Regions from separate parts of the Mus musculus genome. Here regions 2, 3, 4, 5 and 6 are each linked to region 1. A link is a contact called in public Hi-C and HiChIP or PLAC-seq data. All regions are on one chromosome and are shown on one strand. Each heading gives the region's core, a stretch centred on a gene start, on an enhancer-like site or on the middle of the called end of the contact. The rest is flanking DNA. Distances are from core to core; before and after follow the strand shown. Region 1 holds the start of Serpine2 (serine (or cysteine) peptidase inhibitor, clade E, member 2). Region 2 has its middle 28 kb from the start of Gm23934. Region 3 has its middle 23 kb from the start of Gm33970. Region 4 has its middle 4.7 kb from the start of Gm33970. Region 5 has its middle 23 kb from the start of Gm33970. Region 6 has its middle 48 kb from the start of Gm33970.

Region 1 (3,640 bases), core at 713-3,212:
GTAAAGACTCCCGAGTGGTGGGTGTATCTGACAGAGTCCAGACCAGTGGCTCTCAGCCTTCGGAATGTCACAACCCTTTAATACAGCTCCTCGGGTTGTGGTGATCTCCAACCAGACAATTATTTTCCTTGTTACTCCATAACTGTAACTTGGCAACAGTTATGAATCAAAAATGTAAATATCTGATAGGCAGGATATCTGATATGTGACCCCTATGAAAGAGTCATTGACCTCCAAAGGGGTCATGACCCCAGGCTGAGAATTTCTGGACTAAATCCTATTTATACTCTAACTGGGAAAAAAAGGGGGGGGGGGTTCATGACCTGCATTACAAGACACTCAAATCCTTCGCTGTTTGTCCATTTCTCCCAAAACCAGTTGACTTTCCTGAACATTTGGAACGGCAAATAGTGTTTGAGATACAAACCACGCAGTCCATGTGACATTAGGAAATCGCTTTGCAAAATGTCAGCCCTGAGAAAGAACTGGACAAAGTATATGGGGGTCTCAGTCGAGTGCCTACAACTGTCTCAATCAGCAGTGTCAGCATGAAGATGGTGAGATAGAAGCAGATGCAGAGAAACCAGCAAGCTCTGTGCATCTGCCTTCACTCACACTTCAAACTTGGCTCTCTAGTATAGTGATTCTCAGTCTGTGAGTCATGACCCCTTGAGGGGTCAAATGACCTTTTCACAGAGATCATCCGGAAACACTGATATTTATATGACAACTCATAACAGTAGCAAAGTCACAGTTATGAAGTAAGAAGGAAAATAATAGTGCTATGGGGGGGGGGGGGCGCACCACAACATGAGGAACCATACCTATTAAAGGGCTGCACCATTAGGAAGGTTGAGAACCACTGCTCTAGTAGTTTCTTATCTGCTTCCCCTCCTATCTGTAGCACTGCACCCTAATCCAGTGCCTTGTGCATCTGAGGCAAGCACCCTACCACCTAGCCACACCCTCAGTCCCTAATGCCTTCATCTGGAAAGCTGCTCTCAGTTTTTCAAGTCACACACACACACACACACACACACTCACACACACGGGTGGGGGAGTGTCTGTCATGGACACAGCTGTGTCAGTGTGGTTGCTCAGAGATCTGAGTTGCTCTAGCACTAGGTGCAGTTTATTTCACAGCCCTAAAGAGATTTACGGCTGTTTTTTCTTCATTGGGGCCAAACATGGGGCCTGATAGGGAGGGCGTTGCACCAAAGGCAACAGAGACTACCATGAAAGTCCCTACAAACCTAACCTGAGCAGAGGACTGAAGAATGCAGAAAGGGACACTCAGGTAACAGACCATGGGACATAACAGCCATCTGTTGCTGGCCTTGGGTCTGATAAGGTCTCAGGGGCTGAAGGTGTAGGTTCAAAACACCTGGATCTTCGGAGCTCTGAGAGTACTTCATGCTATCACCACAAGCAAGGGGTCAGTTTTCTGCATGTCCTTGCTTGTCATGTGCCTAGGAATCCCACAGCCAGCTCATCCACTAAGCAGGGATAAGTTGACTCTGGGGCACCTGGAGGACCTGTTCTAGACCTCCACGTCCTAGCTCCGTTATTTCCATCACCTGCAGGATTGCACACTGTCACCCCCCCCCCAACACCCCCAGACGACGCGTCTTGCGTCTCAGGGGCACACCACTGGCTTCTGTGTCGCCCACTCCTCTCCACTCCCCACAGGCTCATCCGGACGATCCACGTGCAGCTCGACCGGGGGTTGGCGCCGCACCTCGAGCCCGGCGCGTCTGGCCGGAGCTTTCTGGGGACCCGAACCCCCCAACCCCCGCGAGAGGGCGGCATCTGGCGACCGCGGGTCGGGCAGGGGGGCGTCCTAAAGTCCCCTGCGGTGCAGAGACGTTGCGGCCGGCTGCCACACAAAGGCGGCGGCGGGAAGGCGGGGCGGGGCGGGCCGGGGGGCGGGGGAGGCAGGAAGGGGCGGGGGCGGCGGCGGCGATAAAGCCCCCGCGCGGCCCGGCCGGCTAGTGCAGTGGTTGCACGGGAGTGCGGGCTGCACGCGTCACCGTCACCGCCGCCTGTCCCCCACCGCCGCGCAGCGCCGATCTCCCTCCCGGTTTCGGCCGCCACCTGGGGATCCAAGCGAGGACGGGTGAGTAGCAGCTGCGGGGTTCCCGCTGCTCGGAGGGGAGCCGGGGACTGTCCCCGGGGCAGCACCGCGACCGGTTGCTGGGGCGGGAACTTTCTCGAACCGCCTCGGGCCCCGCTGCGAGCGCTCCTGGCTCCCGCGTCCCTGTCCCCGAGGGTTTGGGCGTCCAGGTGTGCCGGAGGCTGACGGAACGCTCGCCGAGCTCGGGGTGGGTCCAGCAGGACTGCAAACCGTGACCCTGAACCCGAGGCGACTGGGCACTCACGGGTAGCACCGACCCCACACTTTTCCCGTGCGCGGGTCCCTGTCCCGGGCGACCGGCTCTCACTTGTAACCTTTGCCTGTGCAGTGTGGAGGTGGGCAGCGGTTTGGGGAAGGACTTCAGTTCACACTGGCCTTTGCAACAGGCTTGTCCCTAGGATACAGTAGCAGCTCTTTGCGATTTCTTATTTATTTTCATCATCTGTGGACCAGGGAATTGCGAGGCCGGTGAGTGACTCCAGGTAAGGTGAAAGTACTCAGAAATCCTCGGAGGAATTAGGTATTTAATTTGCCCCCACGATGAGCAGAGAGGGAAAGCTGCTATTACATAAGACAGCACTCCACCTTCAGGTATTAGGGAAGGTGCTGTTGAGGATTTTTAGTGTTTTAATGAACAAAACAGAATCTCCGCGTGTCTCTCCAGAGAAATCTCCAAACGCCGCTGGATCTTGCTTTGACTACTTTGCTGGGAACGTTCTTATATTTAGCATGAACATAAAAAGGTGTTTGAAGGTTTAACTTTTCTCTTTCAAGCCAGGAGGCAGTTTACTTTTCTGAACTGTTCTAGAACAATTGATCTGATCATCTTGTACTTTGGAGATTTTGTATCTGAATGGGAATACAGATAATGGGAGAAATGTCAGCATTACCGATTTGTGTATCTGAAGCACACTTAAAAATTGAAGGTGCTTTGAACACTTTCTGTGGTTCTAAAACAATAATTATACCCTGTTGGCAACATTTAAGCAAAAAAAAAAAAAAAAAAAAAAAAAATCTCAAGAGCTTCGCCACAGATAATGGAACCGTCAACAATGGAGTTTTAGCTGTTTTTTTCAGAGTAGTGTTTGAAATTTTTGTTCAGCTAAGGGTGACTCCTGAAGGTCATGAGCCGATGTCATCGTTCCTTCTTCTTTGAAAGAATCTAGGCAGAAATTTTCTCCCATGAACTTGACAAATTAGCACAGTAAGACAGAAATTGCCGAATCTCTAAAGGATGCTAATTTTCGGCCTCACACATAGGCGACTTGACAGTGGTCAGAGATGGGTTAGGATGGAAGAGTTGCTGCCCTCTTCTAGCCAGTTCTTCTCCCACAGGGTTTGGAACTTTGGCCTTTTCCCCCTCTTGTGGTGGTATTGCTGCGGGGACTCTCGATTCTGTGACCACGTCAGGTCCAGTGGTTTTCACACTCCACTTACTCAGTTGTTCTCTGGACATGTTCAAGACTTGCCCTCAACTGGGGGTGCTGTGCTTCTAATGTCAAAAAC
Region 2 (3,640 bases), core at 354-2,853, 250 kb before region 1:
GCATACATGTAGGAGATTATCTTGATTTCATTGTTGGAGGTGAAAAGGCCTCCCTACTGTGGGTGGTACCACTTCCTCACTGGGACCCAGGACTACAAAAATGAAGAAAGTGAAGCAAGCATCTGGCAGGTATTCATTGCTTTACTCAGAATGGGACTGGATGCTGCAGGCTCCTGATGCCTCAACTTCCCACTGTGGTGAACTCTGCCTTAAACAGTGAGCTTTTGTTACATTATTTCTTATCACAGCAATGGGAAAAGAGACCAAGATACCAATCAAACCTCCTGTTTGGACTTGGTATTTTGAGATATATGGTTCACAGGCTGATTTTTGCGTTTTCACCATCACCTAAACAGAGTCTGTTTGTGTTTTCGGAGACTTGGAAAATCTCAGGCTTCCCTTCATCATCAGCAGTCAGGCCAACCTCTAAATGGGAATAGTGAAGATCATGGGGCTTACCAAAGATATGTGCATCGTGTTAGATGACAGTTTGTGTGGTGGTTTAAATATGCTTGGCCCAAGGGAGTGGCACTATTAGGGGGGTATGGTCTTGTTGGAGTAGGTATAGCCTTGTTGGAGGAAGTGCATCACTGTGGGCATGGGCTTTAAGACTCTCATTCTAGCTGCCTGGAATCCAGTCTTCTCCTAGCTGCCTTTGGAACAAGATGTAGAACTCTCAGCTCATCCACCATGCCTGCCTGGATGTGGCCATGCTCCCTCCTTGATGATGAGCTTCTGAACCTGTAAGCCAGCCCCAATGAAATGTTGTCCTTGCAAGAGTTGTCTTGGTCATGGTGTCTGTTCACAGCGATAAAATCCTAACTAAGACAGTTTGAATATGCTTTACCATATGATTGACCATGAAGTACCCCAGTGTGTTTGTTGCAGACATGGGCTGCATGGCACGGCTCCAAGCAATAGCAGATTTCTATAGTGAGAATATATATGCACAGTTTCTCTAAGTGAGTAAATTATCTTGACAAGTAGAACAATACTAAACACTGCACAGTCATCCAAACTGACCTGGGTCTGTGCTTTCTTGCCCATGAGAATGGCTTCTGTAGAGAATCCTAAAGTGCTTTGGAAAACCCTTTGATTCTTGCTTCCTGAAAGGTCAGAGAGATCAGCCAAGTCTCAGCTGTTGGTTTGATAGTGAAAGAATTCATGGCTAGCTACTTGCAAGGAGATGAAGCAAAACCAGAAACTTTTAAGGGGCGTTATTTCCTCTATCACAGCTACCTTTAAATTCTCCTTCTTTCTGCCAGGGTTGGTGCTAAGTCATGAATATTCATGTCTTCAGGATTTCCCACATGATACACATTATTGGCTGGCAGTTTGAGCCTCTGTATGCAAGTTTCTGGTAAAATGACTGAAACCTAAAACTTCTACTCAAATTCTCCTTATTCAACAACAAAACAAGATACCTCCCCACCCCTCAAAAACAAAAACAAAAAACCTAGGAATGCATTCTTGGTAAGACCTGCTGTTTTAAAACCTGCCCCTATAGAGATAGACACATTTTCAGCCAGTGTTATCCAGACAGGATATGACTTCATGGACACCAATAAGTGTGAATTTTGAAAAACCAAGATGTTTCTCTGCCACCTCTAAAGGGCAAAGCCACATCCTAGCTGATCAAGAGGTCAGATTGGCAAAACTTGAACAAAGGTCACTAGACTCTTTGGCATCCTGACAAAAATTGTTTGTTATTGTAATTTCTTAGGTTTGCCCTTAGGAAATTTCTGGTAAGCCCCATGGTCTTCACTATTGTCATATAGCAGTTGACAACCAAGTCACAGTCTGACGGCTGCTGAGGAAGGGAAGTATGAGGTTTCCCAGGTCTCTGCCAACATGACACAAACATGCTCTATTTAAGGGATGGTGAAAACAGAAGCGAGAAATAATTACAAATATAAAATTATATTGTATAAATTAATATTGCTAAGTCATACACACACTGATTTTTTTTGGGTTTTATCATTTTAGACTGCTACAGAGTACTTCGGTTATTAACAGTAGTTAGTTATGCACTAACAGCATATGGCTGGATGTAGCAAAGGGCTTCTAATATCATTGTAACACAAAGCTTACAGTCATTTCCAAGGGCTGACCATTTTGTGTGTGAGGAACTTTAGGCCAAAATAGACTAGTTTTAGTTAAAACTTTACTATACTATTAACTATTATAATGTCTATAAAATACTGTTAACTATAGTAAGTAAGTCTACTTATCTAGAGAGAAAGCATGGTTTGTACAGTTCTGGTTTCTTAGAATCCTGCTTGTGAGGAGCAGGGGAAAACCTGGGAGAACAATAATATAAAGGTTCACAGAGGATGTGTGTATGTGTGTGTGTGTGTGTGTGTGTGTGTGTGTGTGTGTGTGTGTGTGTGTGAGAGAGAGAGAGAGAGAGAGAGAGAGAGAGAGAGAGAGAGAGAGAGAGGCTCCTGCCTGGAATCAGCTAGCTATTCTATTCTTATTCTGGAGGAGAAGGGGATAACCAAAGAGGAGGAGACCCTGAGGAGAAAACTTGCTCCCATAACCAAACTAGGGTGATGCTTCCCATTGGACTTTGACTACTAAGTCATAATATTTATGTCTATGCAAATGTGAGAGAGGATCAATTTTACCCTGCACATCTATATTTAGATGCCCTTTCCCCTCACTGAATAAGGAAGTGTTTGTTCTTAGGTAGGCTAAGAATGGTAGGCCAGAATTCATGCTTTTTTTAGTAAAAGAGTTTCTTGGAAGGGAAAGAAGACAGTCACCAAATGAAGGCACTTGTCTATCTTTTGAAGAATGGAAGACTATTCATATAGGTGTCTAAAGATATTGGATAGTTTTATTCTTAGTAGTGCTTAGGATTCAGCAAAGATATGGGGGTGTATGGATATAAAGAATAATAGTATATCAGATTAATGAAGGATTAGGTGATGCTCTGTAACGGTAGTAAGAGCTGTTGGGAGGAATCAAATTCTTGCATGACTATACTATCAACCATGCGTAGTATCTGTGGGCTATGACATTAAAGTCTGATAATGATAAAATTTACCAGCAGGGGGTGCAGCTACCCTAAATTTCCTTTTGTGACTGACAGGTTCCTTTCAGAGTGTCTCTTTTCATACAAGAGTAGACTAATTGTAACTCCATCAAATAACTCAGATCTCATCACCATGACACTGTCTAAGATTGAGTATTAGCTAGAAGGGATGGGAGCCCAGCTGTCATCTCCACTTGCTTTGTTTTTGGCCAAGAGGGTCTGCCCCAGGCAGCTGGCTCCCAAATGTCCTTCAGTGGCAACAAGGGGATAAGAGAAGATTGTATGGAAGGATTAATAGACCCCTATCAGCTTTACTGAAAACCATTACAACACACCATCTGACAATAGGAAGTTGACATATTTCCTTGAAATCGCCACCATTTGCATAGCTGCTTAAAGAGGGAGATCTTCATACTTGAAGAATTCAAGCATTGGTGATCGTGTGAACAAATGCTCAGTGAACTTACCAGCAGACACTTTCTTCAAGTCCTTGCAGCTCCCTACATGTTCTTGTTCTGTTCTTTGGGATCCCATGGGTCTACCTAGGGTTTGACCCCTTGCTCACGTCTGCTCCATAAGCTGGAATTGCAGAGCGAGTGTTGC
Region 3 (3,640 bases), core at 644-3,143, 200 kb before region 1:
GCATATTCCAAACATTGCTTTATACTTCATTTATTTTTCTTATCAATACACAATGAGGAGCTTTCCATAGCAACACACAGACATATCTGTGAGAGAGTTTTAATGGCTTTGTAGTACTCCCTTGCCTGGACATATTACAGCGTTGTGTCAACTTAAATCCCCTTGCATCATAGCCTTAAAGCGGCACAGTGTGGACAGAGACTTATTTCTAAAATATTGATCTCCTATTGAGCTGGAGGTTTGTAGATCACCATCAGAACAGATGTGACACATACTGGTGAATCAACTGCTATTCTCATTTTCACCAGCAATTTTGTTGACATGTCATCCAAACCCAGCCTTGGCTCCTATAACTGCAAAAGATAAGGTGCTGCTTATAAAATTGAAGCTCAGTCAGATTTTATCCTCTTGATTTTTTGCTCATAGCTGGAAAACGGCTGTTTGCCGATAGATATTTGTCAACCCAGCTCCCCAAAATAAAACCCTGATCCGAGTCATTTGTTGATTGCCATGGTGTAAATTTGAACACAGTCCTGTCAGCCAGCATCAAGCTGCTAACAGTTTAATATCGAGTTTGCAAAATTTCCAAAATTTAACAACTGGGTGGTGGGATAGGAAGATCTCTTAAAAATGAACCTGACACTCAGGCATCAACTCCCTCAGACAGAAGGTACATCCTCAAAGCTCAACTTACATCCCACTGAGATGACAAGGAGGAAAAGCTAAAGAAAATATCTGCAAACCCTGCATCCATCAGCATTGGCTGAAGCTGCCATTAATTTGTGGCACGAAAGGAAGGCTTAGAAACAAAAAGACTCACTTTTACAAATGTCTTATTGTCTGAAAAAATGTTCACTTCATTTGGTTTGTTATGCTAGTGTACTGTGGAATTTTGATTTGTACCCATAAGCTGCATATTTAACAAGCTATGGAAAATAGTGCTTCCCAGAACTCACCCTAGACTAATACAGTCAGATCTTCAAAGGAAGGGACATGGGACCCAGAGTGTTACTACTGTCAGGGAGCCCCTGTGTCCTTGGTGGTACCTAGTCTGGCCCTTGCTCTATTCTCCACAGTGTCAGCTGTGCACCCACAAAGATGGTTTGATCTAGCCCACATAATTCAAGCCTGAGGGAAGGGGTGGCTTTAAGGTTCTACATACATGACCCATGTTATAACCATCTCTCCAAAGGGCCAACAGAACTCGAAATCTGACTTCTCACTTTATTGTTTACATGTAAAACCAAGAAGAGTGACACTAGAGAATACCCAAAGTGACTCTCTCTCTCTCTCTCTCTCTCTCTCTCTCTCTCTCTTTCTCCTTCCCTCCCTCCACTCCCTTCTCTTTCTCCCTCCCCCCCCCCCGTTCTCTCAGCGTTCATTCCTTTGTATAAGATTTTGAAGAAAGTATTCTCTCTCTCTCTCCTTCTCCCTCTCTGTCTCTCTGTCTCTGTCTCTCTCTCCTTCCTCCCTCCCCCTTTTCACTGGCCTTGAGAAGCAGCCGGCCATCCCAGCACACAAGAAATTAATTACCCTAGAGGACCAGGTGCAACCATTTAGTTGGTTGCTATGGGAACAGAAGCTCTACATCTTGGATTTTCCAGTACAGTGTCTTATTTCATAAAATCTTCTCTTAGGGCCTTTCATAAAAACATCAGCACAATCGTGATCCGACTGCTTGGACGTATGCATTAACACAAACAGGAAAAATGCTTTGCCAAGTAATGAGTCCTCGTTGTTGTTCAGTAAATTAACTGAGAAAAATTTTCTGAGGAAAAATTTTAAAGTTTCCTTAAAAATAACAACTTTTCGGGGAATCTCTGGTCTCTGAGACTGACACTGCAGAGCCTGATAGAAATGGAAGTTTAGTCCAACATGAGACCAGGGCTGTCACCCACGATGACTTCAGTATAAATTTGTTCCAATATGCCTATTTTAAATTCTCCTCAGGAGAAGCCATTGTAGAGCTTTTTCTCTCAAACTTAATTATCTTAAAAACTAAAATATTTAAACTCACCACTCAAGCAGTGTTTAAGTTACTCTATATACGAAAAGAGCATACCACTGTTGGTGTCTTCGTTCTGACAAACATGCAGTTATTATTCATGTAGGATGTTAATGTTGGGTGAAGGTGTGGGATGAGGACCTAGGGACATTCTGAGTTGCTTTTCTGACTTTGTCTGTAAACTTCCCACTATTCCAAAAGCAAGGGCTGATTAGCAAGTAATTCATGGCATTACTTGCAGTGCATCAACTAATGAATTATAAGTGGATACATTTATTGTGTTGGGTTGGCAATGGAATTCACTTGGAAAACTTTGGGAATCTTTTCCCTAGGTTTTTACACTGAATTTTAATCCAATTCTAACTACTGAGCCAAGTCTTCAGTTTGGGGGCCAGTTTACCTTTTCTTTTATAGCACCTGTAACTTTAGCAACACCATCGCTTTCATCATGGACAATAACTACAGAGACTTAAATGACAGCATGTGCTATCTTTGAAGTACTGACTGTCTTAAATTCAAGTGTCTGACATGGCATGTCACTACTGGAAGCCAATTAGTTATATTCTGACCTTTTATTAAGTCGATCCTACTTGATATTTGACTGACACATTCACAATAAACTCCCATTTGCTCCCATTTGAAGAAAAATCCCTTTCTTCTAACTTCTCAGGGCAAATAGCACCTGAGGTGAAATCTGAGCCTTGAGGCGCAGATTAAATATCTCTTGCTACTTACACCTGTCTAATGTTGTAGAGAAAGCTGGGAGAATGTCAGTGGTTTATCTACTTTGGGACATATATTAATTAATGCTATTTTACGGCTCACATTAAATATTGAACGACATTTCTTGTATCTATAATTTGGCACACATTAAGTGCTTATTGATTAGATGAAGAAATGAACTTGCTGATTAAATGTGATGATTTCATATTAAGCTGCTTTTTATAGAGCATTTGGAGACCTAGACCTAGCCTATTTTCAGAAATGTTCATTCCCAGGAGTGTGTTTACCACAGTACAGTTGATGAACAATCTACTTGAGTACATGGAGTACTATTATAGATGGAACTTGCAAGTTACAGAAGTAGCTTGGCCTGGGTCTATTCCAGAGTTAGGAAAGCTCAAAGTTTATGCTTTTAAAAGTTCTTCTCGTTGACCTGAGCTTCACAAGTGAGCATTTATTAGCAGAGGTGCGTTTGTTACAGTATTAAAGGCTAGAAGACCTCAGCGACTCCAGAAGGGCTTTTTTCCCTACCTTCTTTCTGTGTTCTTACCTGAAGAGTGAGGGACCATTTGCACTGTCTCTCCTAAAAGAACCCCTCCCCTCATGATCTCTTCTAACCCTAATTATCTCCCAAAGACGATCACAATGTGAGCTAGGGATTCAATGAGTGAGTTTTGGAAAGAATGCAATTCAATCTATGTGGTGGTTTGAATATGTTTGGCCCAGGGAGTGGCACTTTAAGGGTGTGGTCTTCTTGGAGGAAGTATGTCACTGTATGGGGTGGGCAATAAGACCCTCCTCCTAACCACTTGGGAGCCAGTCTTCTCTTAGCAGCCTTCAGATGAAGATGTAAAACTTTCAGCTCTTCCTTCTTCTGTCTACCTGGATGCCACCATGCTTCTGCCTAGATGA
Region 4 (3,640 bases), core at 700-3,199, 170 kb before region 1:
TCAACAAAATAGCCATAGAGAAATGAATCACTGTCCATGGGCTTAAATCTTCTACTCACAATGGAGAATCCCCAGGAACCACCTTGGAAGTGGGTGGGATATGGAGCAGGGAAACCAGATAAGTTAATTCAGGTTACATAGAGCCCCTACCGCGTATAATAGGGATTTGCTTGTTTTAACCTAAGTACACCCTATACACATGTGTGTCATGCTAAAATGATTGGCTGTTTATCTGAAACATAAATGTACTGGACATCTGAAGTTTCACTTGGCAGCTCTATCTACCAGCCGATTCTCCACAAAGGTAGCTTTGCAAGATATAAGGCAGATCAAGCTACTTAAACTAGTCAAGTTTTCTGTTCCTCCTAAAACTGACATTTCAAGTCCTTGGTGTGTTTCATCTCTCCCAACTATATCTCACGTTGTGCCTTGCGCATTGCAACATCTATTCAAAAGTCACTTTCTGAGAGAGCCTCTCAACTGGTGATCCCCTCTACCTGAGCCAATCTCACTAAATCCCTAGTCATGGGGCACGTGGTTCTAGCATACACTATTTCTGTATGTTGTGGCTATCTCAGCTATTGGAATGTGAGCTTTGGAAAGTGAGACTATACCCATAACTCTCATTCGGACTCCACAGCACTTAACCTAACATTGAGCAGGAGACTGACAAAGATCTATGAATAGGATAAATGTCTACATAGAAATTCAGAATATTGGCATAAATTAGTTAAAGATACTTTTGAGCTCTGTTATTGTTTCTAGCCTCCATAAAGACTTGTGAAAAACTCAAGTTAAGAGACTCTTGTTAGGGGCCAGAGAGATGTCTCTCAGTGGGTTAAGAACATTTATTTTTCTTGTGGAGGATCAAAGTTCAGTTCTCAATACCCAAGCCAGGTGGCTAACAAGCTCTTGAAACTCCAAGTCCCAGGGGATCCAGTTCCCTCTTCTGCCCTCTATGGGCGTCACATGAACACAGCACAAACACAAAGAAGCAGGCATATGCACATACATAAATTAAAAAATAAATTTAAAGAATTTGAAAAGAAACCTTAGCTAGAGAAATAAGCAAGGGGCCTGGAGAGTAATTACATTGTTGCTATTCAGTTCCTCTTTGTTGAAAGAATGTGAGAAATTCTTTAAATGTGTTTGCAATTTTTAGTGTGAGTTCATTTGTTGTAAGTCTATACTGTATAGCAGAGTTTTCTTCCATTTCCATAATTTGGAATAAATATAAGAAAGCTATTTCTTATGTTTGCATGTGGGTAGCTTATTTCTTTTTTTTTCCTGGACATATGTACATTTCACTTTTCTCCCCCCTACAAAGAGACATTTCATTTTATCAGCTAGAAGAAATACATAAAAATAACTGTAAGCTTCCAGTGGGAAGTTAAAAAAGTAGAGAAAAAAATTAAAATCTGCAATTTGCAAAGCAACTGTAACTCTCTGCAGTCAATAAAAGAAAAAATTTGGGAGTCTGTTTAGAGCAAAATTGAAGTCTTTTGGGTGAGCCATTCACTGCCCAAGAGCCTATGGAAGTGAAATCAACACAAACCTGTATAACTCCGGAAGTCTGATCCTATACATTTTGCATTCTTGTCTTGGAACAATTGACTGTAACCTTCAGAATCTAATGAATGACATTGTTGTGTGGCATCGCAGGGGTGTGGGAGGGGAAGGAGGTGGAAGATTTAGGGGAAGTGTCAGCCTTGTGTGGGAGCTGAAAACTTGTGATTGCATTCATGTGCTCCCTGCAGCTGAGGATAGCCATCAGACACCATCAGAGGGAACTTGGAGACACTGACAGAAGCAGGGAATTACAAGCTTCCTCAGGCCCCACCCCCTTTCCCGTTTAAATAAATACTTCTTGTGTTTTACTTCCTGGCCTTGACTGATACTTGTTATCCCCTCCTTATACCAAAGCAGCGTGACATTTTCCTCGGGAGGCGGAGTACAGATTTTCTTATGGTTATAATGGAAATATTTCCTGGCAGCAGACATGGATATGCTCGTCCAAAGGAAAGGCTGCATTTATCAAGGATCTGCTTGGATGCTGTGTGTCTCCCTGGGAAGAGTTATTTACTCTTAATTAGCCCTAAATACAGTTGAGCAGAGTCAAGGCCTCATTTTCAAGCCGTCATTGGTGCCTCAAATCTGACTGCTGTAGAAAAGAATGGCTGACAGTGATTAAAAAGGCAGTTGATGGGCACATATTAGAATTCATCATCAATAATGGAATCCAGTGAGAGGGGGCAACATGTAGTTTATGTTCACATAAACACAGATTTAGTGCAAAGGAAGCTCACATAATAGAACTTGTGGCATGGGCTGAATTGCTCTGAATTTAATTTAGAACAACATAAAAGATCCAATATCAGCTGCAGGGCAGCAGCCCGGCTCCAGCTTGGGGGAGGCATTTGTTATGAGAACAAAAGCAATTTCTGCAGTTTGCATGGAGTCCCTTCTAATCAGGAAGAGCCTCATGAGCAGCAAAAGTGGTCCCACCTTCCCTGGTGGCAGCAAGGCCTTCTCCACTGCCCCATTGCCTTATCTACAACACCCTCCTATCAGTCTCTGTGTGTGTATATATATATATATCTTTCCTCTCTGTCTCTCTCATCTCTCTGTTTCTCTGTCTCTCTGTGTCTCTCTGTCTCTGTCTCTGTCTCTGTCTCTGTCTCTCTCTCTCTCACACACACACACACACACACATTTATTTTATGGTTTATAGAATAGAATTTCTTCTTATTATTTCTCACCTGTCAACCTGACATGGGTAAATTTCTCTGGGGACCCAGGAAGGCAAGGGTTTACTTCCCCCTGGGAAGCAGGAGACTCAGTGGTGGACCACATCTTTCCATTCATTCCTGTCCAGGCTGATACTTTCCAGAGGAAGTACCTCTTCCTCTTCCCCCACCCCAAATGCCCACATTTCCTGTTCTGCTAATGGAAACCACCCTCCCCAGCCACCCCCAGTCTTATAATGAATGCAAACCCTAACCCTCCCAATTTCTGGCACTCTTGATCTAGGGGGGAGTCAAAGAACCTGCTATTATTTAAATGTACCCTCATTTAAATTAGATCTCTATTCAGGAAGCTGATCTCATCCCATAAGCCCTGCTTCCCTGGAGGAGGGAGCAAAGCCTCCTGAAGGCTCCTGTGGCCCTGCCAACCCGAATTCCCTGAAAACTGCCACTCTGGTCATTCACGGGCACAAAGACTCTGATGGCAGCAGGGTGAAGACTGGTATGGTATCCTGGTAGGTGAGTTTCCAAATTCAGACAAGGTAGGAAGGGAAGATGCAAAAGAAGGGAGGTAAAATTTCATCATCACAGTTTGCAAACGCTGGCAATTTCCATATATGATTCTTAGTGCTTGAGCCACAAACATTAGGGGAAGAAGAAAGAAGAAAGACCAATAAATAATGGCCAGCTTTACACCACAAATGTTATTGTCAGAATGAACAAAACCCATGAGTCTCCAATAAAAAAAAGGTTTATTATCATTATCTTTATTAATTGTTTTTATTATAATTATTAAAGACTGCTCTTTCTATTTGCCCCACTTAATTCCTACCTGCAAGAGCTTTGTGTAAAGATTTTAACTAAACCTGAAATAATGCAAGAATAACCGTAGTCTA
Region 5 (3,640 bases), core at 775-3,274, 160 kb before region 1:
TATTCATGAGGAAGTTGAGTCCAATGTTTGGATTATGGACCCCAGATCTTGGACACAATGAACCTTGCAGGATCTAAGTATCTACCGTATCTTACCTATCTCTTGGTACTTCTCCTCTACATTCCAAAATGCGTACCAGGCAACTCCTTTAAATCCTAATCTCTTCCCTCTGGCCCCTGGCCTTCAAGCAAAATATAGAGCCTTAATCTGTATCCCATTTTTACTTTCAGCCCCATGAAGTACGAATTTAGAAAAATGAAGTAAAAATCTTTCATACAGCTCAGTGATGTTTTCAGTTGCTTGTTCCCAGCCCTCTTGGAAAGTTCCCTGTTCCTTTTAAGCAAAAATGCTCTTTATTCAGCACAAATGTGTAGGGTAGTTCTTCTCCCAAGAGGACATTGGGCTAAGAGGAAGCTCTAGTGTAGTGGTTCTAAGTAAGGAAGAAGAGATCCTGAGATTGGGGACAATTCAACAGGGAAAGAGGGAAAGTGTTGGTGAAAGAAGCTATTTGGATTGTCTAAGGCTCGTCCTGCAGAATCAGTTTAAACTCCAAACAAGAAAAAAAAAACATATTCATTTTTTTAACCTATCCTGGGAGATCACCAGAGAAAGGTCTGTATGAAGTGGACCTTCCAAAACAGGAGTGTAAGCTGAAAGGAATGGCCATTGGAAGGACTAAATAACAAAGACTCAAAAACGCCTGTATCAGTGAATGTCATGAGAGGAAGGGTTACTATTCAACCTCTGCTACACAGCATCCCCTTGTACCAACCAGAGAATAAAACCCCAAATCTTAATGAAGCCAACTATACCTCTTTGCTGTACTAGAACCACCCAATGACAACAACTATAGAATATTAATTTAATGTGCTCATGTCCCCATGAAATGACGACCAATAGGCTTCCCAACAGCAAAGGAACTCTCACAATTTCCTAGGTATCATCATCTTTCACTCTCCAAAATCCCCACTTCACACAATGACTTTTCTTAAGCTGAAGATTTCTACCAATGACCTTTCTTTGTAGGTGGCCTTGTCTCACACATCACAGAGAAAGAGGAAACTCTAAGACATAAGCAGAGCTTCAAAGCATCAGCCTGAGATGCCATCTTCCTCCCCTGCCTGTGTCAGTGATGGGGGGTACTGGAAAGGTGGAGCCCATGACCTCATTCACTGTTCTCCTCAGGGCCATTACTATCCACTCTTGATATGCCCGTGGTCAGTCTCTACTGATTTCATTTTATCATCAAAGGCCTCTAGGCCTTCAAAAGCAAATGAAAAGAACAGCAAATTTCAAAGGTGGTTCTTCCCTGGTTCTTCCAACCCAGTTCTGATGTCTGTATTCTTTTTTCACTGAGCTGACCTTTCTTATTCTCTTTATAACTTGTGCCTGGTACATATAGCATATAGCCATCAAGCCACACACATGGAATATATATGTATATATATTCCAATATATATGTATATATGTGTATGTGGTGTGTGTGTATGCGTATAGACATAATTTATATGTACATACGTATATATTACATGAATGAGCCAAATCAAAGTTGACCGCTCTGTCATCTTTGACATAATAATCATAGCTGCTCTCTTCATAGAGATTACATTCTTGAGACATCTCATCTTGACACAAATGTCACCCTAAACTGTTGGTATCCATTCAGTTTCCAGGGTCACTCCTTTGTTGATTTGTTCCCCTCTATTCACCCTTCAGATGTTGTGCTGCCCCAGGGGATCACTGGTGGGCCTCCTTCTTTTCATACTTTATATTATTCTTGGGCTTCAACTTGAATGCCTGCCACTCTCATTTAGATGTCAAGTTCAGAGCCTAGTACAGCTTAGATCTTCCCTTATATTTAAACGCCTTCTCCACATCCCACGGACTGCCTCATCAGCACATCCTTCTCCACATGTTCAAAATGGATCCTGTCATCTTCCCAGAAATCGCTCCTCCCACTGTGGTTCACATTGCAGTAAATGACATGCTCAATCAACCCCTGTGGTTGCTCTTTGAGAACCCACACCGCAAGTTGGATGCTGCTATGAGCTCTCACCACAGCTTCCTCTGCACACACCAGCAAGCTGCATGTCCTATTTACTTGATTCCCAAGTGTATACCTAAGTCTAGTCTCTCCTCTATAGCTCTGTCACTAGCCTAATCCGAGCCACCATCCTTTTCCTACCTGCCCAATTTCATGGCAGCCAGACCTCTTTGCCAATGACAGAATATATGAGAAGCTCTCTTCCACTGAGGTGGGGGTGGAGTGAAAATGGATACAGACTTTAAGTAGTGGGAACATCTCAGATACAAAGTTAGGATGCTCCACTTTGGTACTGTCTACAGGTGACCCTTTGCTCACAATATAGCTCATGTCAGAGGTATCTGTTGTCGTTAATGACAATTTCCTTTTCTACTTTTTATGCCTCCATCCCAGAGTTAAATATAGCCTTAAATCCTGTGAAGGTTAAAATCTTCACTCAGAACCTTTGGTATAACAATAGATTCAAAGAAGCTGATGTTGTGGGTAGATGCAAGGCCAAGTCCTGACCAATAGAGCATCAAACCCTTCACCTCGTTATCCTCCCAAAGAGTGAGCACGCCCCAAATCAGTTCTCCAGAATGTTGCCCCAGAAACACCCCCTAACAATTGTCTTCTCTCTCCATCTGGATCTCTGTTTTTCCCTTTCTGAAATTTCTGCTTCCCCATTTTCCAGAATGCTGCTTTCCCTCCGCTACCAAATCCCATCTCTCTTTGTCAGTATACTTTTGAAGTCTTCTAGGTCTGCAATGAATCAAGTCCTTTGCCTTTTTTGTTCCTGGAATCTGGGAAAGGCCAGTCTCAGCTCCCTGGAGTTGGGAGGAAGAACATCTGGCTTGCATTTTGCTGATTGTTTCTGTGAAATCTACTAAACAGATCAACACAAAAACCTCAAAACAAGCAAATCAAAAAGAAGCATTTACCCGCTGAAGGTTAATTTTGGCCCCAAACCTTACAGCCTTTCCCAGTCTTTATTTCTCATTTGAGCATTATTTTGAGTTTCCTTTTGCTGTGAAAATTTCACCCTACTCCCAATACTTGGCTACAGGTCAAAGCTTTTTCCCTTCTTCTCTGTACTAGAAAAGCAGATTCGATCCCTCAGGCTCAGAAGAGTCGATCCATGAGGTCATGGTTCTTTCTTGTGTTGTTCAGTCAATTGTGTTTATCTCCCCCAGTCCTGCCATCTACATATGACTCTTCAGTTTCTACCATCTCCTTGGTTGGAATTTCTTCCCCTAGGGTCGATCTAAAGCCTGTTCACTGCTAATGTTTTCCTTATCTCCTCAGAATCCTCCTCTCACTGACCATATTCACAGCATCTTCTCTATAAACCGATTTAAATGGGTCAGTATTGGCCAGACACAATTATTGAGTGAGTGTTTGATGTACATTCCTCAGTTAGATGGTAATCTCTATGAGGACAGCGGCTGTAATGTCTTCTCTTGTGTTGTATCCCGGTGGTCACACACAGTAGTCATAGGTGAGTGCTAAATGCCTACTGAGCACTTTACATAGATGCGTCCATTTGTCTCACACTTTTGTAAGATGGAGCCTCATATAAGGAGGGGGGATTGTGAACCAAACAGAAAGCAGCTTGTG
Region 6 (3,640 bases), core at 363-2,862, 130 kb before region 1:
CTTCAAAGCTCCACTCCCAGTGACAGACTTCCTCACAATGTCCACACCCACCTACCCACCTAATTAGGCCACACCCCTAATCCTTAGAATCATTTCAAACAGTTCCATTTCCTAGTGACCAAGCATTCGGATCTATGAACCTATGGAATCCATTCTTATTCAGATCCCCACATATTGCAAGGAAAAGTATGCTAGGGTAGTTCTGAAAGAATGGAGAGGAAGAATGGTCTGCTGTTGCTGAACAGAGACCATCTAGGAACAGGTCAGTCTCAAACAATAGCTGGTACCATTGTAGACGAGCTCCAGTGTTTTTCAGTGATGTGTCCCAGATCCATGTTTCCCCAGGGAGGTAGTGTTCAGAGGCAGGGCCATTGAGAAGTAATCAGATCATGAAGTCATTTGTTTCATCCACAGGTTAGTCAATTCATGAATTCATAGTTGTGAGGACTACTACGTGGTAAGACTTGGCTAGAGATAGTAGGTCATAAAAGTGCTTCTGAAGGGTATCTTGTCCCCAGCTCTTTCCTGTCTCTCTTCTTCCTAGCTGTTATGAAGTAAGTATTTCATGGACTGTAAATGGGCTAAAAAGCTTATGCTATCACTCCCTCCTTGCCATGATGCTCCCGTCCATAGTAATGGAGCCAGTTAACCACACATGGGAAAAGCAAATGGAAATAAGTGTTTCCTTCTTTAAGCTGTTTTCTTGGGTATTTTGTCACACCTGAGGAAGTGGCTAATACAGTGAGCGACACTTCAGTGACAACAACTCCAGCTGCCCAGCACCTCTTCCCTGAGACTAAGTCTCGGGTGACCTCCTGTGAATTTCAGACATACCAACATCAGCTATATAGAATTCCCCAATCCTAGGACAGACTCTCAGCCTTCTTCTAAACAGTATTAAATATAAATGTTTCATATAAATACTTCATGGTTCCTTCCCTATGTTCTAAAAAATATAAACACCACATGGTTCTTTCCCTGTGTTCTAAAAGATACTAAATACTTTAGTTATTTCCTAAACTTAGTATCTTTGTATAACTTCTCTTTTCCTTCTCAAAGCAGTACACTGGCCAATTGTTTGCTGGGAGGATTGCCTCTTGTGTTCCCAGCTATACAGTTATATAGAATACAGCCTCTTTCCTTCCCATCCTATTCAGAAGAAAGCAGCATGTATCACCACAATACCCAAGGGAGAAGGACCTTTTTAAAGCTTTTTCCATTTTGAGAGTCTCATACATTTATACAATGAAATATGATTATGTCTACCCAAAATTCCTCTCCCAAATCTCATCATATGTTCTGCAACATGAACCCTTCCAGCTTCCTCTCTTTCTCTCTCTCTTTCTCTCTCTCTCTCTCTCTCTCTCTCTCTCTCTCTCTCTCTCTCTCTCACACACACACACACACACACACACACACTCACTAAGTCCAGTTACTGCTGCCCATGTGCATGGGTGTGGGAACCAACTACTGGAACATGAGAAACCTACAAATTACTACATCTTCAATAAAGAATGATTCTCCCTTTCCCAGCAACTACCACTGCCAACAGCTCTTCAGTATGGCATGGAGCCTGAAGATAATCTAAACCATCTCTGCTGGGAGTGTGGCTGAATTGCTCTTTGTGTAGGTACTGTGCATGTATTCACAGCTGCTGTGAGTTCATGACTGTGATAGTCATGTCATATCCAGAAAAGGACACTTCCCATCACTCCTCCCCAGTCTCCAGCTCTTGCACTTTCTCCTCTTCTGAGATGTTCTGAGCCTTTGTGATGGGATGCTGATAGAAAAGTCTGTTCAGGGCTGAGTGCTCAGTATCTTCTTAGACTTTGCATGGTTCTGTATCTCTTCATTGACTTCTGCCCACCACACAAAGGATCCTCCCTGCTCAAGGTTGAAAACATCCCAGGTCTACATATGTAAGTATACATATTTATAAGAGACTTTGACAGCATTGCCTTTTAGCAATATAAAAATAGTGTTCTATCCTAGGGCCTAAGACCTCCCCAGCCATGGGCATTTGAGCAGAGTTTCAGTATAAGAAGTGAAATTCCCTTCTGTGGATAGGGCTCGGAAGCAACCAGAAAACAGTTGCTCTGTAGCAGTTGTGAAAATATTGCAGCAGTCTGCACATCTTGCCTGGAAAATCTGTACAGCAGCACACAGTACCCAGTGCTGAGTAAAAACACTGGAGTCTTTTTCCCCAGCACAGCACCTTCCTGCACTAGAAAAGCTGGTTAGCAGGGAGGGAATTTCCTGGTTAGTTAGAGACTAATGTTGTGATGTTCTACAATCCAAGTATGTGGTGTCTTTAACAGTAGGGTCTCCCCATGCACTCATGGTGGGTAAACAAGATCTGGGCAGTAGCCTGTGTTGTTTTGGAGACTGCTGGGGCTTCTCTAACCAATAACTCATGTGGGAGGTGGCATAGTATCCCATGCCTTCTACTGTAATCTTCATTTAATAATCTTGTCTTCTGGGTGGAAAATTGCTCACTTAATCAGAATAATTCTGCTCATTTCATTCAAAGTTCTCTTTTATGTAGTAGGTTTATAGACCTTTACAAAATTCTTAGGTTTAGTTAATCTATCATCTCATCTTCCTCATCCTCCTCCTATTGTGATTAATCCTTTAATTCTTGGTATTTCACCCTCTTCTCTCTGGTTCTGTGTGTTTTCTAATACCACTGCACTTAGGATGGGTTATGAGATGGTAGGCTTCAATAGGGCTTTTCATACCAACTCTCTTGAGTTAACCTCCCTTTGATAGGAGACATGTTAAGAAATAGAGAATAATAGGTTATAGGTAAAATGAAAACACTGGGCCGGGCGTGGTGGCGCACGCCTTTAATCCCAGCACTAGGGAGGCAGAGGCAGACGGATTTCTAAGTTCGAGGCCAGCCTGGTCTACAAAGTGAGTTCCAGGACAGCCAGGGCTATACAGAGAAACCGTGTCTCGAAAAACCAAGAAAGAAAGAAAGAAAGAAAGAAAGAAAGAAAGAAAGAAAGAAAGAAAGAAAGAAAGAAAGAAAGGAAGGAAGGAAGGAAGGAAGGAAGGAAGGAAGGAAGGAAGGAAGGAAGAAAGAAAGGAAGAAAGAAAGGAAGAAAGAAAGAAAGAAAAAGAAAAGAAAACACTGAGGAGGAATACTGGGGTGGAAAGCTATATAAGCAGAGATGGGCTTGGGTGTTTGGGGAAAACCAGGGTGAATATCGAAGGCTTCTTTTTTATTTGAACCTGGCTGATAGGCCTCCTTCATGGATGCTCTTCTTCTTTCTCCATAGTTGCAGTGCTTCTGAGATCTTTGGTCCTTGCTATGCCTTACCATAGTTAAAACACAGAAGGCTCGGCCATCAGCAGATGGTGAAGACAGCAAATCTCTTTCAATGCTAATACAAATTTCTGAGGAAAGAAGTGTGGTTGGTGTAGTCTGAGCCATGTATGTGTCTACCCTTGTTCAATCAACTGTGATGATTAAACGGGACCAGTCTGTCCAAAATGGCAGCCTCTTCTTTTCGATTCAGTCAAGGGTTCCATGGGCAGTTCCTCTTCATATCTTTGAAATTTCAAATGTCGCCTAGTTTATGAGCTTTTGTTGATTCTAGTTGTATTATCAGAGATAGACTCAAACTGATTCTCATTA

The links. A called contact is a pair of places that touch in the nucleus more often than the background predicts. HiChIP or PLAC-seq counts read pairs in DNA pulled down with a chosen protein or histone mark.
Region 2: a contact with region 1 is called in a Hi-C map of CD8 T cells, with 1.9 times the contacts expected there. The contact joins the enhancer-like site here to the promoter of Serpine2 in region 1. A contact is called at or near these places in 9 of 39 promoter capture datasets (the 3T3-L1 cell line, 3T3-L1-derived adipocytes, embryonic stem cells and 5 more), 22 of 484 Hi-C or Micro-C datasets (B cells, CD8 T cells, the HL-1 cell line and 12 more), 16 of 115 datasets of contacts at active chromatin or transcription factors (astrocytes, bone marrow-derived macrophages, craniofacial prominence and 11 more) and 2 of 9 other capture datasets (adipose tissue and liver).
Region 3: a contact with region 1 is called in an H3K4me3 HiChIP or PLAC-seq map of neural progenitor cells, with 33 read pairs. The contact joins the enhancer-like site here to the promoter of Serpine2 in region 1. A contact is called at or near these places in 2 of 39 promoter capture datasets (the 3T3-L1 cell line and neural stem cells), 8 of 115 datasets of contacts at active chromatin or transcription factors (craniofacial prominence, embryonic hindbrain, embryonic limb bud and 4 more) and 2 of 9 other capture datasets (adipose tissue and pancreatic islet).
Region 4: an H3K27ac HiChIP or PLAC-seq map of VIP interneurons shows a contact between it and region 1, with 3 times the contacts expected there. The contact joins the enhancer-like site here to the promoter of Serpine2 in region 1. A contact is called at or near these places in 1 of 39 promoter capture datasets (3T3-L1-derived adipocytes), 2 of 484 Hi-C or Micro-C datasets (granulocyte-monocyte progenitors and macrophages), 11 of 115 datasets of contacts at active chromatin or transcription factors (CD8 T cells, VIP interneurons, acute myeloid leukemia and 7 more) and 2 of 9 other capture datasets (adipose tissue and embryonic stem cells).
Region 5: a BATF HiChIP or PLAC-seq map of CD8 T cells shows a contact between it and region 1, with 21 read pairs. The contact joins the enhancer-like site here to the promoter of Serpine2 in region 1. A contact is called at or near these places in 3 of 39 promoter capture datasets (the 3T3-L1 cell line, 3T3-L1-derived adipocytes and frontonasal cranial neural crest), 8 of 484 Hi-C or Micro-C datasets (the MNK3 cell line, Th1 cells, granulocyte-monocyte progenitors and 5 more), 5 of 115 datasets of contacts at active chromatin or transcription factors (CD8 T cells, acute myeloid leukemia, craniofacial prominence and 2 more) and 1 of 9 other capture datasets (adipose tissue).
Region 6: an H3K27ac HiChIP or PLAC-seq map of oligodendrocyte precursor cells shows a contact between it and region 1, with 3 times the contacts expected there. The contact joins the enhancer-like site here to the promoter of Serpine2 in region 1. A contact is called at or near these places in 2 of 39 promoter capture datasets (both in the 3T3-L1 cell line), 1 of 484 Hi-C or Micro-C datasets (uterus), 5 of 115 datasets of contacts at active chromatin or transcription factors (embryonic stem cells, forebrain, neural progenitor cells and 2 more) and 2 of 9 other capture datasets (liver and pancreatic islet).

What each region holds. Positions count from the first base shown.
Region 1 is chr1:79,856,987-79,860,626 of GRCm38.p6, reverse strand. It overlaps Serpine2 (serine (or cysteine) peptidase inhibitor, clade E, member 2), which reads left to right and starts at 1,962. Exons shown (of 9, transcript NM_009255.4): 1 at 1,962-2,116.
Region 2 is chr1:80,105,919-80,109,558 of GRCm38.p6, reverse strand. No RefSeq gene overlaps it. Among named protein-coding and RNA genes, the nearest start is that of Gm23934, 28 kb to the left of the region's middle. Within about 2 kb of position 1,603, at least 8 of the 459 cell types and tissues checked have an H3K27ac peak or open chromatin away from gene starts, as enhancers often do. A contact at or near this core is called in CD8 T cells, natural killer cells and neural stem cells, where this site is marked.
Region 3 is chr1:80,059,749-80,063,388 of GRCm38.p6, reverse strand. No RefSeq gene overlaps it. Among named protein-coding and RNA genes, the nearest start is that of Gm33970, 23 kb to the right of the region's middle. Within about 2 kb of position 1,893, at least 22 of the 459 cell types and tissues checked have an H3K27ac peak or open chromatin away from gene starts, as enhancers often do. A contact at or near this core is called in craniofacial prominence, neural progenitor cells and oligodendrocyte precursor cells, where this site is marked.
Region 4 is chr1:80,031,905-80,035,544 of GRCm38.p6, reverse strand. No RefSeq gene overlaps it. Among named protein-coding and RNA genes, the nearest start is that of Gm33970, 4.7 kb to the left of the region's middle. Within about 2 kb of position 1,949, at least 21 of the 459 cell types and tissues checked have an H3K27ac peak or open chromatin away from gene starts, as enhancers often do. A contact at or near this core is called in VIP interneurons, acute myeloid leukemia, macrophages and 1 more, where this site is marked.
Region 5 is chr1:80,014,010-80,017,649 of GRCm38.p6, reverse strand. No RefSeq gene overlaps it. Among named protein-coding and RNA genes, the nearest start is that of Gm33970, 23 kb to the left of the region's middle. Within about 2 kb of position 2,024, at least 41 of the 459 cell types and tissues checked have an H3K27ac peak or open chromatin away from gene starts, as enhancers often do. A contact at or near this core is called in CD8 T cells, the MNK3 cell line and craniofacial prominence, where this site is marked.
Region 6 is chr1:79,988,958-79,992,597 of GRCm38.p6, reverse strand. No RefSeq gene overlaps it. Among named protein-coding and RNA genes, the nearest start is that of Gm33970, 48 kb to the left of the region's middle. Within about 2 kb of position 1,612, at least 9 of the 459 cell types and tissues checked have an H3K27ac peak or open chromatin away from gene starts, as enhancers often do. A contact at or near this core is called in oligodendrocyte precursor cells, where this site is marked.